2 separate regions of the Sus scrofa genome follow, and region 1 is linked to region 2. Evidence: chromatin contacts called from public Hi-C data. All regions are on one chromosome and are shown on one strand. Each heading gives the region's core, a stretch centred on a gene start, on an enhancer-like site or on the middle of the called end of the contact. The rest is flanking DNA. Distances are from core to core; before and after follow the strand shown. Region 1 holds the start of SLC16A12 (monocarboxylate transporter 12). Region 2 overlaps SLC16A12 (monocarboxylate transporter 12).

What was found. Hi-C and Micro-C count contacts between places; a contact is called where the count stands out from the background.
Region 1: a Hi-C map of liver shows a contact between it and region 2, with 4 times the contacts expected there. The contact joins the promoter of SLC16A12 here to the enhancer-like site in region 2. A contact is called at or near these places in 2 of 5 promoter capture datasets (both in liver), 8 of 47 Hi-C or Micro-C datasets (embryonic fibroblasts, fetal liver, liver and 1 more) and 1 of 2 datasets of contacts at active chromatin or transcription factors (skeletal muscle).

What each region holds. Positions count from the first base shown.
Region 1 is chr14:101,364,706-101,372,448 of Sscrofa11.1, reverse strand. SLC16A12 (monocarboxylate transporter 12) reads left to right here and starts at 4,099. Exons shown (of 7, transcript XM_013983535.2): 1 at 4,099-4,594. LOC110256785 (a long non-coding RNA gene) reads right to left here and starts at 3,938. Exons shown (of 3, transcript XR_002338770.1): 1 at 2,024-3,938.
Region 2 is chr14:101,315,122-101,321,949 of Sscrofa11.1, reverse strand. The region is part of intron 1 of SLC16A12 (monocarboxylate transporter 12); the gene reads left to right. Among named protein-coding and RNA genes, the nearest start is that of SLC16A12, 50 kb to the left of the region's middle. Within about 2 kb of position 1,524, at least 2 of the 83 cell types and tissues checked have an H3K27ac peak or open chromatin away from gene starts, as enhancers often do. A contact at or near this core is called in liver, where this site is marked.

The DNA of each region.
Region 1 (7,743 bases), core at 2,850-5,349, 48 kb before region 2:
GAACCTTCCTGCCATCAAACAGCTTATAAACTAGTGGTCCAGGGAGGCGTGTTTGTATTTATTGTATTTTCAGCAAGCGTTGATTTTACTTTTTTATGTTTTTGCTTTTTAGGGCCACACCTGTGGCATATGAAAGTTTCCAGGCTAGGGGTTGAATCAGAGCTGCAGCTGCTGGCCTACACCACAGCCACAGCAACACGAGATCTGAGCTGAGTCTGCGACCTACACTGCAGCTCATAGCAACGCCGGGTCCTTAGCCCACTGAGCAAGGCCAGGGATTGAAACTGCATCCTCATGGATACTAGTTGGGTTCGTTACCACTGAGCCACAACAGAAACTGCGCAAAAGTGAGTTTTTCATTTTGGTCCCACAATTCCAAATTCAGTGTCTTTCAATATACTATGACATCATGAAGAAGAAAAATGGGTTAAAATGATTCTGTAGTGTCAAGGCATTCTCTCAATGAGACAGTTTTAGTGCCAGAGACCAAGGCAGTGATGTTAGAGAAGAGAAACTAGAAAGTTTGCAGGGAGCTAGAGAAGACTGTAATGACAACTTTAGTTCCTGATGGGTTGACACTTGAAGTGATGGAGTGGGGAGGAGTTAAGTGACAATATCCACTGGGGGTCTGGCGACAAGAACTGGAGTTCAGAGCAAGGTCAGAAATTGGAAATGCACTGCCTCTGTCAAGCAGGTGTTAGCCACACTCATGACAAGGGGGGATGGAAATATGAGTGAAGAAAGGAGAGCAGGGAAATAGGCACTGAAATCTAAGAAAATGTTCATAAGAAGTAAAGCGATAAAAAAGGAACCAAAGAAGACAGTTAAGAAACTGGGATCTAAAAGGTGCCCACAGGAAGTGATCTTATTGAAGAAGTCAGAAGAAAAGGAATTTGAGAAGTTTACTCAGAACTCTGTTTCTTGTTGTCTGGGGAAGAATTTCACAATCTCCCATTCTATGTACTGGCCTCATTTGCAGAACCAACAGCATAAAATACTGGCATCTTTTTTTTATGCTGTTCGTTGTTATCCTTAGAATCCTTATTAGCCATGGAAGTGCACTTTTAAATTCTATTTAAGCAAAAGCCTTAAGTTTCCATCTGCCCACCCCCAACCTTCTGGTAGCGTCTAGTCTGACGGAGACACCCCAAATATTACTTATCTGGAGCCAATGTTCTCGTTTCTCTCTGCTGAGTCCACACATCCTTGTTTGACCAAATAACAGGAACAAACAATTCCTTCCATAATGGATGTACCCTAAGGTGTCATGCTTCTGAGAATCTCATCTGTAAATTGATTCTCCTGAACCATGGTGCAATGTGATTTTAGTTAACACACTTGTTATTTATTGCATACAAATGGTAGAGATTTGACCAAGTATGCTGTGCCTCCAGGCCAAAACAGTGCACGTAGTGCCCAGCTCAGAGAAGAGAAGAAGAGCCCCGGGAAGGGAGCACAGCTGTGGTAGCTGAGGGAGTTCCCATTGTGCCTTGGAGGAAACAAATTTGACTAGTATCCATGAGAATGAGGGTTTGATCCCCAGCCTCGATCAGTGAATCTGGGAGCCAATATTGCCGTGAGCTATTGTGTTGGATTCCATGTTGCTGTCGCTGTGGTATAGGCTGGTGGCCATGGTTCTGATTCAACCCCTAGCCTGGGAATTTCCACATGCCATGGGGGTGCCCCCCCCCAAAAAAAAGAAAGGAAAAAAAAAAGGCAGTTGAAGTACCAGAGTGGCTGACAACATCGGCCAAAGGTTATTTAACTGATATTAATGCAACTGTAGTACTGGGTCACCCCAACTTTTTAAAATATACAATGACTATTAATACTAATACTGGTTAAGATTTTTTGCACATTTCCAATGTGCAGGGCATGGCATTCAGTGCATTCTATGCATTATCTCATTTTGAGTCTCACAAGGACTCAATGGCCTAGGTTTAATTATCACCTCCTTTAGGTGCCTTAGGACAGATGAGATTCTGACTAGGGAATTTGGAAAGGCTGAAATATCTGGGCTCACCTTCTCACTCCAATCCTGGCATCTAGGCACTGCTGTCCCATTGAACTTCCCATGATGAAGGAAATGTCTTATATGCTGTCCAGTATGGTAGCTACTAGCCACCCATCAGTACAGGGCACTTGAAAAGTGGTTATTGCAATAGACTAGCACTAAGAAACAAACACACAAAAAGCCTGAATTTTAATTAAAATTTAAATGTAAACAGCCACATTTTTATAGCCATTTTGGACTGTGTAAACATTTCCATCATTGCAGAAAATTCTTTTGGATAGTGCTGTTTGGGAGAAATGTTGCATTTCCTCCTTCTTCCCTGGTTGGGTTCCAAGACAAGCAGGAGGGTTTCTCCTCCCCTTCCCAGATCCTCTGACCCTCCAGCCTCAGAGAATGGAGGTTCCTCGCCTCATTCCATCTTCCCCTGTTCTACCTCCCCATGGTACCAGCTTGTTCAGCAGCCTTGGGTGGGGGAGGGGGCAAGGGAAAGGCAGATGGGAGTAACCTTCTTTATCAGGCACTATCAGCACGAGCATCAACAATCCACAATTAACTCACCTCTCAAAAGATGAAAATCATTCTGCCAGAGATAGGATCGGCCGAACCTAATCTGAACAACGCAAACACACAGCATTCAGTGACCTAAAAGAAATGCTTTGGGGGAGTTCCCGTTGTGGCTCAGGGATAATGAACCCGACTAGTATCCATACTAGTTAATCCAGTGTTGCCATGAGCCACAGTGTAGGTTGAAGCGCTGATTCGACTCCTAGCCTGGGAACTTCCACATGCTGCAGGTATGGCCCTAAAAAGACAATAAACAAACAAACAAAAAAAATAAAATAAAACAATTGCTTTGGGCTTTGCTAGAGCCCCTATAACTAGTGACTTAGAAGGAAGAAAGCCTGTGAAGTTTTTTTCTATTCTTCAAAACTTTTTAAAGGAACTAGTTGTCCTACATTATTTAAATGTAAAGTGGGGCTTCTTTGCCACCCACAACAATGTTTAACTAAGAGAAGAATTTTTCTGACTTGCAAAGGTATTCAAGCCTTTAACCTAAAGACCTTCACAGATGAGAGCCCGGAGCTCACCACTGCCTTAATATTTTAAGTCCCTTTTGAATGTTAATGAATTCTTTTACAAGCCATATTTGCTAATTCTTCTGTGTGTTTTAGACCAACTTCACTAATCATTACTTACAAGTAACCTAGAGGATTTTGCAAGTGAAAAGAGGACCTCGATCCAGATTTATAGTGAAAGAGCAGGAGAAGGAGGAGAGAGGAAGGGACAGAACAGCCAGAGTGTAAAATGAGGAAGGGCTTTGGTAGTCTATTTTAAAAATACCCTAAGGTATTATGTGGCCACTGAGCAGCACAATAACTTTCTAGCCCCCTTCTCAAATTTTCCAAAAGGTCGAACTCATTTTGAAACTTTGACATACAACCGACTGAACCACCTACGGATTCTTCTTAGAAGCCTCCTGGGGTTGGGCCTGAGGTTTTGCATTTCAAGCAAAGTCCCAGATGATGACAGTGAGTAGCAACCATGTCGACCCCAAGAAGTTAAAATCAGACGTAGTCAGTTCCGAAGCCTTTGCTCCTGACAGGGAGCCTAATTTACAGGAAGGTTAGCAGGGCACCTGTCTACCTGGGGTGCCTCTTGGTGGTCTCCGGTAGCTCCTTCGTCAAGCCAGGGAGACAGCTGACTCTAAGGGGAGTAGGGCGAATCTTCGCACAATCAAGGGCAGTACCGTTTACTGGGGGCGTGTAATCTGCGCCTCACTCATTTTAGCCTCAGCAACCACAGGAAGTGGACAATTACTATTGCCGTTTTGCAGGTGAAGAAACTGAGGCTCAGAGATTTAAGTAACTTGCCTAAGGTCCCGAGGTTTTCAGAAACACTGAATCTAGGTCCACCTTACTCCAAGAGACGGTGTTTTAACGCTTGGCGGCCTGTTTCCTGTGCTGTGAAACGGGACGGGCTGGCTAGCAGAGACTAGACCCCTGCCAAATACACCTCAGGGAGCCCTTGGATGCCTTCTCCAGAGCTCGCTCTTCGACCCTGCAGGGGAAAGTTCTTTTTGAGAACACTGGCCCTCCACTGCTCGCCTGGGTCGCGGGCACGCACCGCTGTTCCCCGAGAGGGTCGGGCAGCCCCCAAGCGAGTTGGCTCGGGTCACAGCGGGCCGGTCTATTACATAACCGCGGGGCGGCCCTCCTCCCACGCGCCCCTCACCACTCTCCAGGGCGCCGGACGTAGTGCGGAGCCCGGTGATAAGTCCATTCACCCGAGGGGCAGAGAGTCCACGGCATAGCTGGGGGCGCTGAACTTGCCGGTGCATTTCCGGGGGAGTCGAGCACTGCAATTCTCCCCTCCACGCTCTCCGCCTCCCGCACGGCCTGCGGGGGACCCCCAGCTCCTGCCCCGCCCGTGCCTCCGCCCCGTCGGCTCCCCGCCCTTCCGAAGCGCGGACCGCGGAGCCTGGGGCTGGGGAAGGGGCCACCGCGCGGGCACGCGGCACGCTGGGTGCGCCCCGGGGGCATGTCCGCGCGCCACCGCCCGGGCTGCAGCGGTCCACGCGAGGTGAGCATGTGGCGGGGCCCGGCGGGCAGGGGAAGGGCGGACAGGGGGTCTGCAAGGTCTGGGCGGGCAGCGGAGCACTGGAGCCTGGCCCGCCGGGCTGCTGGGGCGCAGTCTCCTGGCCGGCCACTCTGGCGCCCGGATCCCCAGCGCGGGGGCCGGGGATCCCCCCGGCTCACCCCCTGCCTGCTTCCCGGCTCGGCTGTGCAGAGGACGCAGTGGCACAGGTGACCTGGGCATCCTGCGCTTGGGCGGCGGGCTCTAGGGCTGGGTGGGCGGAGGTTGGCTGAGGGCGCTCCCTTGGCTCCCCTCCGCCCCCGCGCCCGGAGACGCTGGGGGAGCCCGCCAGCGCAACCCGGTCCCTCCAAGCGCCTTTTGGGTCAGGCGGGAGACACGTGCCCACTGGCCCCGACTACGTAGGGCCGGCCCTCGGGCAGTTTCTGGGCAGGTGGCTGGAGAGGGAGCGGCTTTGATCCTCATCTCCTGGGGTTTCCAAATGCAGACTTCTCAGGCAGGGGAGACTGCCTTTCTTCTGGATTACGTGTCCAGAGTATCTTCTTTCTATCTTTTTAACTCTTCCTCATGTCCCTCATGGGGAGGGGGGGGGCAAAACCTTCAATTGACTTAATTTCTGTGTTGCTTCTTGACCTTAAAGAAAATCAGTGATATCTGTAGTGCAGACTCAGGGAAAGGTATTCGTGGCAAAATTTAAAAGCACAATTCCAGCAAGTCCTGGGCTATTTGGTTAGCCTTTGGGTTTCACAAATCAACTTTCTGAACCTCTTGTAACTTATTTTTTTCCTTAAAAACAAACAAACAAACAAAAAACAAAGTGTTGAGTCAGTTGGGACCTGGTAGGACACTGGTTTAAGCCTTCCATTCTGAAGGGACTCAGAATTAGTTCAACTTAATGTTTCCTTTGCTCGAGAGCTGGGCATTCTGGTGGCTCCATCAGCTTAACCCAGGAGGAAAGTCTTCAGACTTCCAAATTTAAAACCACACTATCTCCAAGGGTATCAGAGATCACCATGTCATGCCAAACTAGGCAGATGGCGTTTGACTCTCCCGAGGAGTGATAAGTGACTGGATTTGGTCACTTAGAATAACAGGATTTTGGGGATTGTAAAGGTTTTTAGAGATCATCCAGTCAAACTCTTCAACTCCAGCCAGGGAAGCTGAGTTTCCTGCAAGATTTGGTTAAACTCATTAGTGATGGAGCCACACCAGAATCCAGGCCCTCTCTCTCTGACTCAATTCATTTTTCAAAGCATGTTGCTTCTAGGCATTTTGAACAAAAATGATGACTAGAATCACTTAATCATATCATTTTCCTGTTCTTATTTTTTTCTTTATCTGTCTTAAAAAAAAAAACTGGTGGGATTCTGAAATAGATGAGAGGTTAGTTAAACCACTTTTGTAGTATAATTAAAAAAAATACAAACCCATAATTTTATATAATACATTCCTCTTATGAGAAGATGAATATGCAAATACATCCCAGGTGACCTTCCAAGAGAAGAAAAGTAATCAAAACAGTTGGACAAAATTTACCCTCATCCCTCCTTGGAGTCTCTTCTGATTTTTACCTCCCTGTGGTGATGATTGTTTAGAGTTAAAAGTATGATTTGTGACTTTGGAGCAGGCTTGAGAAAAGTGGCTTATATGAGGACAATTTGTCTGTTGTGATTAACACCATGACCTATAACAAAGCTGAGAAAGGAATTTCAAACAGACTTATTTAGCGTTTTAGTAGTACATTGCCTTTTTAAAAAACTTTTTCAATTTAGTTTAAAGGTATTTATTGAATGCCTGCTATATGATCAGTGCTGTTCTGTTCACTTGAGTTTTGTCAGTGAACGAAACAAAGACCTTTGATCCTATGGACCTCAAGTTACGGTTTTCACTAGAACTTTTCCAGGGTTTTGTTTGGCAGAGAGAAGAGAATTTCAGTTTTGTTTAAAGTAGGGAAATGACCATAAATATTCCAAATTATCTTCCTTGGAATCCGGTGATTTTGCTGATTTTATAATCGTGGAAAATTCAGATAAAGTTATTTTGACTTTAACGAACAGATGGATGAGAACTCTACATGAATAGAAGTTCCCACGTTTGGTTATTTTATGTATGTTCTTTTGGAGTCCCTGAAATTACATTTCCTTTGGTGCAAGGACCTTGTTGTGACATCAAACTTAATGAAGCCTGAGAGGATTAGTTTTCTCAATAGTGTTGGTGCCCCCATGTCAGCGTTGCAGACTAAAAATTGTATTAGTTTTAAGATGTAGCTTCTTATTTATTTATGAAGATGCTGATCTGCTTTTATTTTGTCTCACTTTACATTTTGTCCCCCCCCCTTCCATATTAATAGACAGCCCAGCGTTGTGACTTATTGGTCAATCCATTACCACAGAATGGATTCTTTTTAATCAGACATTTTAAACATTTTCTAATTCTCTCAATTGCTTTTATTTTCAAAGTGGCATGGTTTGCAAGCTTAGGCATGTTTATTGTTTTTAACAAAGGCTTATCAAAATGAACTTGGCAGTTTTTCAGTCGCATACAGCCAAAAAAAGTATTCAGTGCAGCTTTTGCGGTTGTTTATGCATTCCTTACCTAACCAATTGCTTTGCTTTTAAAAATCGCAGATTTGGAATCTCTGTTCTTATGAGTACCTTTCTAGAATATCGAAAAACTCACTCAGATGGTCTAATAATTTAATGGAGAAAAACCAAACCCACACTTGAAGACATTGGAGATTTTGAGCATAAAGATTTTCTGTCTGTTTTTAATTTGTTTGACATCAAAGGATATCAGGAAATATCATTATCTAACCATGTCCTGTTTGAAAGTGATCTCTGTTAAGCGCTTGGGGGAGAGTCATGTTTTCCGATAGCTGCTAGGCACCCAAAGGAGTTGATTTTCTTCCTTTGCCTACCACTCTGCCCATCAGATTCTCATCCCTCCCACCCCCCTTTTGCTGCACATTGAAGAGGCGTGTTGCTGTATAGCCAGGTGGCAATTTACACACCATTAATTAATAATTTAATCAATGTGCTCATTCGTTATTTACTTAATAAATATTTATTGAACTTCTCATTTCAGATTTGTGCAGATTGTGGCTTGCGCCCTCTTTTCTTGTGCCGGTGGTTGTAGGG
Region 2 (6,828 bases), core at 275-2,774:
GGCACTGGCCAACTGAGGGAACCTGTTGTGGATGGAATGTTTGTGTCCCTTTCAAATTCGTATGTGGAAGCCCTGACCACCAGTGTCGCTATTAGCCATTTGGAGATACGGCACCTAAGGAATTAATTAAGGTTCAGTGAAGTCATAAATGTGGGGCCCTTTCTAATAGGATTATTGTCCTTATAAGAAGAAGCATTAGAGAGCTCCCCATATCTCTTTCCACTGGCCAAACACCACCCCCACTACTCCCTACACCTGCCAAGGAAAGGCCATGTGAGGACACAGCAAGAAGGTGGTCATCTACAGGCCAGGAAGAATGCGCTCACCAGAAACCAGACTTGTCAGAACCTTGCTCTTGGTCTTCTAGTCTCCAGAACTATGAGAAATAAATGTCTGCTGTTTAAGCCTGACATTTATTATTTTGTTATGCAGCCTGAGCTGACTAATACAGATCCCTATCCTACCTGTAACCCTGTCCAGCAGTTGGGAAACTCTGGACTAAGACATGTTGATGCATTTCCCTCTACACCAAATGACTCCAAGCTGCTGAATTTCCTGGCTCTTTTCTTTTTTTGTCTTTTTCTCTTTTCATTTTTGGTCTCTCCTACTGCCATTAGACTTTTTACTTTTTTTTTTTTTGCCATTTCCAGGGCCACTCCCATGGCATATGGGGGTTCCCAGGCAAGGGGTCTAATCGGAGCTATAGCCACTGGCCTACACCAGAGCCACAGCAATGTGGGATCCGAGCCTCATCTGCAACCTACACCACGGCTCACGGCAACGCTGCATCCTTAACCCACTGAGCAAGGCCAGGGATCGAACCTGCAACCTCATGGTTCCTAGTCAGATTTGTTAACCACTGAGCCATGACGGGAACTCCGCCATTAGACTCTTAACAATGACCTCACACTTGCTTACAGATTTGTGTGTGACAGCTTTTCTCCCTCACTGTGATTATAGCTTTGATTATAGCTTATCATTGGTGGGCATGAATCTCATAAAACCAAACTTTTTAGTGTAGAAGACGCAGTTAAAAACAGACTGGACTTTGAAATGTAGCCTTTGGCCATTTACCAGCCTTTGTTGCTGTGTTCTTGATTGGTTGTGTTCTTGAGAAAAGAGAAGCCAAATAAATTAAATGTGTATTATTTAACATTCTCTTCTACGTGAGACTATGGGGTTAAGATTGATTAGAGATGAAACTGTACTTTTCAATCTTATACTGAATTTCGATTTCAATTTCAGTATTAATTATTTTCAATTTCAATATTAATTGTTTTGTAAAAATCAAAGTGTTTATTTTATATTCTCATTCTAAGATCCTAAAACTATTCGGTATAAGTCAAACCTCTATTTTTATCCTGAAAATATTAAGTAATACGTTCTTCTCCTAGCCCTCGGCGAAGGCAGTTTTGTCATTGTCAGCATTCTCTCAAGAAGTTTATCAAAGAAAAGGGAGCAATATCCTTGAGCCTAAAATGCCATGAAAGAGAACATGGGATTCACATTCTGTCTAGTACAGTTGCCCTAAAGTGAACTTTTTCATTCCCTGTTATTTACTCATCAAATATTGCATCACTTTGTAAGAGGAAAACAATTTTGAAAATTATAGTGAAAGACCTCACTGGAATAAATTTCTTTATTTTACACACACACACACACATTCACTTTTTTGGAGGAAAAAAATCCAAACTAAATTCTGTCAATGGGATTGTTTCCTTAGACAGCCTTAAAACATTATTTTAAACTTTCTCTTTTTGCAGATAGATTTCTTGTTTCCAGCCTGTGGGGCAGAACAGAAATGAGGGGTAACTTTTAATCCACATATAAGAGTGTGGTCCCAGAGTTCCCATTGTGGCACAGTGGAAACGAATATGACTGGTAACCATGAGGTTGCAGGCCTCGCCCACTGGGTTAAGGATCTGGCATTGCAGTAGCTGTGGTGTAGGTCACAGAGGAGGCTCGGATCCTGCGTTGCTGTGGCTGTGGTGTAGGCTGGCAGCTATAGCTCCAATTAGACCCCTAGCCTGGTAACCTCCATATGCTGCAGGTGTGGCCCCAAAAGGAAAAAAAAAAAAAAAAGAAAGAAAAAAGAAAAAAAGAGTGTGGTTCCAAAGCAAAGCCCTCTTAAGTATGCCAGGAGGATAAAGTCTTGACAAGCTTAAATGAAGAAGGCAAACATAACCATGGATGGTAAATGTGTAAATGTATAAATGACAAATGTCAGCTCTATCAAATGTATAAAAAAGCGTATAGGAATTGATGTTGAATGGGAAAAATAAAATAGGAAGACACGCTTAATTACAACTATGTAAAAGCAGTTTTATTACTTTTTATAAGAAGGTTATAAGAATATTCCAAGAAGTTCAGAAAATACAGGAATAAATCATTCATAACCTTACTTTCCTCACACTACTATTTTCTGTTTCTCTGCATTTCTTTCTCATTTTGTCCTTGTGTGTATGTATGTTCTGTAGTTGTATTCATAGCTTGTATTTTTTTGTGTTCTGATTATGAATTCACCCATCAGCATTGGGTGACTGCTACAGTCATCATAATTGGCACTTGTAAAGGCTTTATAATAATCCATGGGTGGGATGTAGCGTTTGTGTAATACTTAGGAACAGTCACTAAAATGGGAAGAGAACATGAACACAGATATGTGATATACAGATATTTGCCTGCAAAGAATTTCCATGTGCAATTCAAAAGAACCAACCAAATACTGCAAAGCAGTGAAAACTAGTTTAATGTTCAAAGAGCATAGCATTTCTTGGATTTATTTCTTCTCCCATCATTTTCTCTTTGCCACTCTCCCTCATTCAATTATTTAGCTCTTTTGTATTGTCCCTTTGTCATAAGAGAAAATTGACATTTGGGTCTCTGCTCAGCTTCTTTTCTTTTGGACACTCTAAGAGAAACATGGTTGCTTTCCCCTATGATAAAGATGTTTATTTATTAATAATTTGCTAATCATGCCATTATTTAAACTAGTAAATGGTATAAGTTTAACTTAGGTAAGCCTGGGAGTTCCCTTTGTGGTGCAGCGGAAATGAATCTGACTAGTATCCATGAGGATGCAGGTTCAATCCCTGGCCTCACTCAGTGGGTCAGGGATCCAGCATTGCCATGAGCTGCAGTAGGTCGCAGTCATGGGCTCGGATCCTACATGGCTGTGGCTGTGGTGTAGGCCGGCAGATGCAGCTCTGATTGGACCCCTAGCCTGGGAGCTTCCATATGCCAAAGGTGCGGCCCTAAAAAGCAAAAAAAAAAAAAAAAAAACCCAAAACAAAAAACTTAGGTAAGCGTATTTTGAGTGCCTACTGTATGCTATTGTATAGCTTGTACCATTGCTTTGCTTTTTTCTTTGTCTGCTTCACATTTTAATTTGAAAATTATTGAAAGAAATAAATGAAGACGGAAAATGTATCTGCTGTTATAAAAGGGAAGGAAGTTAATGTATGGTTATTATGTGAATATTTTAATAGGTGTCAGGCGCTTTTACATGAATTTTGCTCTTTAATCCTTATTAAAGCTGTAATAGAGGAACTATTAACTCTAGTGTGCAGAACAGGAGACAGACTCGGGAAGCTAAGGTCAGACAGCTATGAATGGTCTGCTCTGGGTATTCAAAGCCAGCCGTGTCTGACCCCAGGCCAAGTGCACAGGTCTATCTGCTTAAACTGTAATGCAGCATTCATAGTTGTGACAGTCTTAACGGCCTCAAAGAGCAGCGATGTAACGAGGGCAGGGAAAACCTTTGGAACTCTTTAGAGAGGGGTATCCTGTCAGAGGAATCTGGGCTTCTTTTTTCTTTTTAAAACTTTTTTTTTTTTTTTTTCTGAGCCAAGTTATGTTACTATTTACAGCTGTATCATGGCCTAAGGGCCTCTTGGAAGCCTCTTCAGAGAAATGGTCTTTCAGAAAATTTTCATACCCAGCTTCAGCACACATGTCAATGAAGTCTTTGGAGAAGAAATGGCAATAGATTTTCTTTTGCTGTTTACAACGTTCTGCTGGTTGTAACTGTTATTCTCCCACACTATCTTGATAGAAAATATTATGATAATCATAGGATATTGAACTTTTAAATTCCTATCCCTTTCCTAAGTCTCATGGAGGCAGTCTGTAACAACAACAACAATAATAGTAAAAAGAGGTGACATTTCCTTGAATGCCTACTATGAGTAGATCCTATGCTTTGTAATAGACTATGGGTTATCTCATTTCATTTTCTCAACAACTCCATGAGGTAGGAACTGGGATCAAAAGGATTAATAAAAACCACTTGTCGGAGTTCCCGTCGTGGCTCAGTGGAAACGATCTGACTAGCACCCACGAGAATGCAGTTTTGATCCCTGGCCTCGCTCAGTGGGCTAGGATCTGGCATTGCCATGAGCTCTGTTGTAGGTCAAAGATGAGGCTTGGATCTGGCATTGCTGTGGCTGTGGTGTAGGCCAGCAGCTACAGCTCAGATTCCACTCTTAGCCTGGGAACTTTCATATGCCATGGGTGCAACCCTAAAAGCAAGAACAAAACCAAAACACTTGTCTTCTCACTACATTCAAAACCAATTTAGAGGTGAAAACAGGAATCAGAAATCACAATACTGGCATATGCACTAATAACACTGATAATTGGGGAATGAGGCTTAGAACCACCAGCCAAGCAGGACTGCAGCACTCTACCCCCATAAAAGATGGACTTACCCAGTCACCATTCCTGGCAGCCCTCAAACAACCACTGGCCTCCTTTCAAGGGTGCCTGCCTCCTTTTAATTTATAGGGTGGAAGAGCTGAGAAGGATGAGCACACTTTACTAGTAGGCAGATCTCAAGTAGGGAAAAAACAGGGGGAAAAAAGAAAGCTGAGCACGTGCACCTGTTTCTCCCAAGCCCAAGAGTCAGATAACTGTCCCCTCTTCCTGCAGAGAAAAGTAAGTGAGGAGTAGAGAGAGGCCAGGGGTGCAAGCTTTGCGGGAGTTTCTGCCATGTGCAGTCATGGAGAGGATATCTTTGTCCCCAGGTGTAGTTACCCTCCATGGATCTACCCTACAGATGAGGAAACTGAGGCACTGAGACCCTGAGTCATAATTAGTAAGTGCAGAGAAGGTCTAAAACTCTGAGTGGTAGAGTCCGGATTAACCAGGCCAGCTGGGACAGGCTCTGACTTTGTTCAGGTACAAGGTCATGGGAAACTAAAAACGGAGGGCAGATATGGGGAGGATACCAGCAGAAGTGGTAAGAGTTGGACTCACTTGAGAGACTTGGGGAGAAGTCAAATACTCAACACTAGTTGGAAAATGGTGAAAGCTTGAAAATAAAATGTTTCCAGGAAGAGAATAGCCAGTGCTAAAACATGTGAGGTTGAGGTACCTTATAGGCTTGGGAGAACAACTTGGGAGAAAGATGGGAAGAAGAGATGCAGATCCTAGAGTTGCCCCCCACCCCCGCCTTTTTTTTGGTCTTTTTAGGGCCATAGCTGCTCCATATAGATATTCCCAGACTAGGGGTTGAATCCGAGCTGTAGCTGCCAGCCTCTACCACAGTCACAGCAACACCAAATCTGAGCTGAGTCTGAGACCTACATCACAGCTCACGGCAATGATGGATCTTTAACCCACTGAGCAAGGTCAGGGTTTGAACCCTCATCCTCATGGATACTAGTTGGGTTCATTATCGTGAGCCAGCACGGGAACTCCCAGAGTTGCCCTTTTAAAGGGGATCACTGGCTAAAACTAAGGGAACGTCTAAATATGGGCAACAAAAGGAGGAAGTCGGTTCCACAGTTGAGTTTTGTATTTGAAATACACCAAAAGATTTGAGTTGTAACCTTGACTGGCCTGGTCTAATTGGATGGCAAAACCCAGCATTGATTGGCTCAGGACTTGACCTTGTTTTTAACCACAGCTCTAGTGCACTTGAGGGCAAGCATACAGGTTGCCCTGGCGTGCAGGACAGTTTCCATTTGCCCCTCTATCCCATCGCTACCCAGCTCTCTGCCCTGGGAGGCTGACGTATAAGCTGGGTTGGGTTCCTGTTGCATTCAGCCACTGATGGCACTTGGAAGGTAGGAGGAGAGTGAGGTTGGTGCATTTATTTCCTTGGTTCTTCTACTGTCAGATCCTTGTGGACTGGCTGCTTTCCTTTATCCAGTGACCCTGTAGAAGTTTCCAGTAATTGCTCTCTCCCTTTGCTTCTCAGGCCTAGAAGTGGTAATGTTACTGGCCCCAGGGGACTCTACTGACCTTGGTTAGATTTTACAAATACTTGCTCCCATCTTCATAAGTAATATCTGCGTGGAAGTCTCCTCAGTTTTCCAGTTCCTACTGGGACCTTGACTAAATAATATACCTAGTAAACCAGAAGGAATTTATGTTCTTCAAGGCACTAGCCCTACCCTTAATAAACACGGCAAGGGCTGTTTAATAATCTGGAGGTCTCAGGCATTGGAGGAGACAACAGAATGAGTACAGGGTGTGCAAATCCACATGCACATGACAGCATTCTGTCAGTGGACAGAATAGTATCTTACACAGTTATCACAATTCTTCAAATGTCTGTGAGTGTCTTAGTGACTCATAACATTTAAAAAAGGTATTTGAAAATACCATGAAATTCATTTTAACTCTTGTCTTTACATGTTTTCTTCATTCACAGATAACTCATTCTAAAAACATCAATTGCCTTCATTGGCTAAAGAAATATTTTAAGAGGTAAAAAGGGAATTCATGTGCAAAAACATTGGAAACTACTTCCAAGGCCTTTGTGAACAAGGTGTTCCATGGATCCCAAACTAGAAGGAAGTGGGATGAACTGGTTCAGTCCTA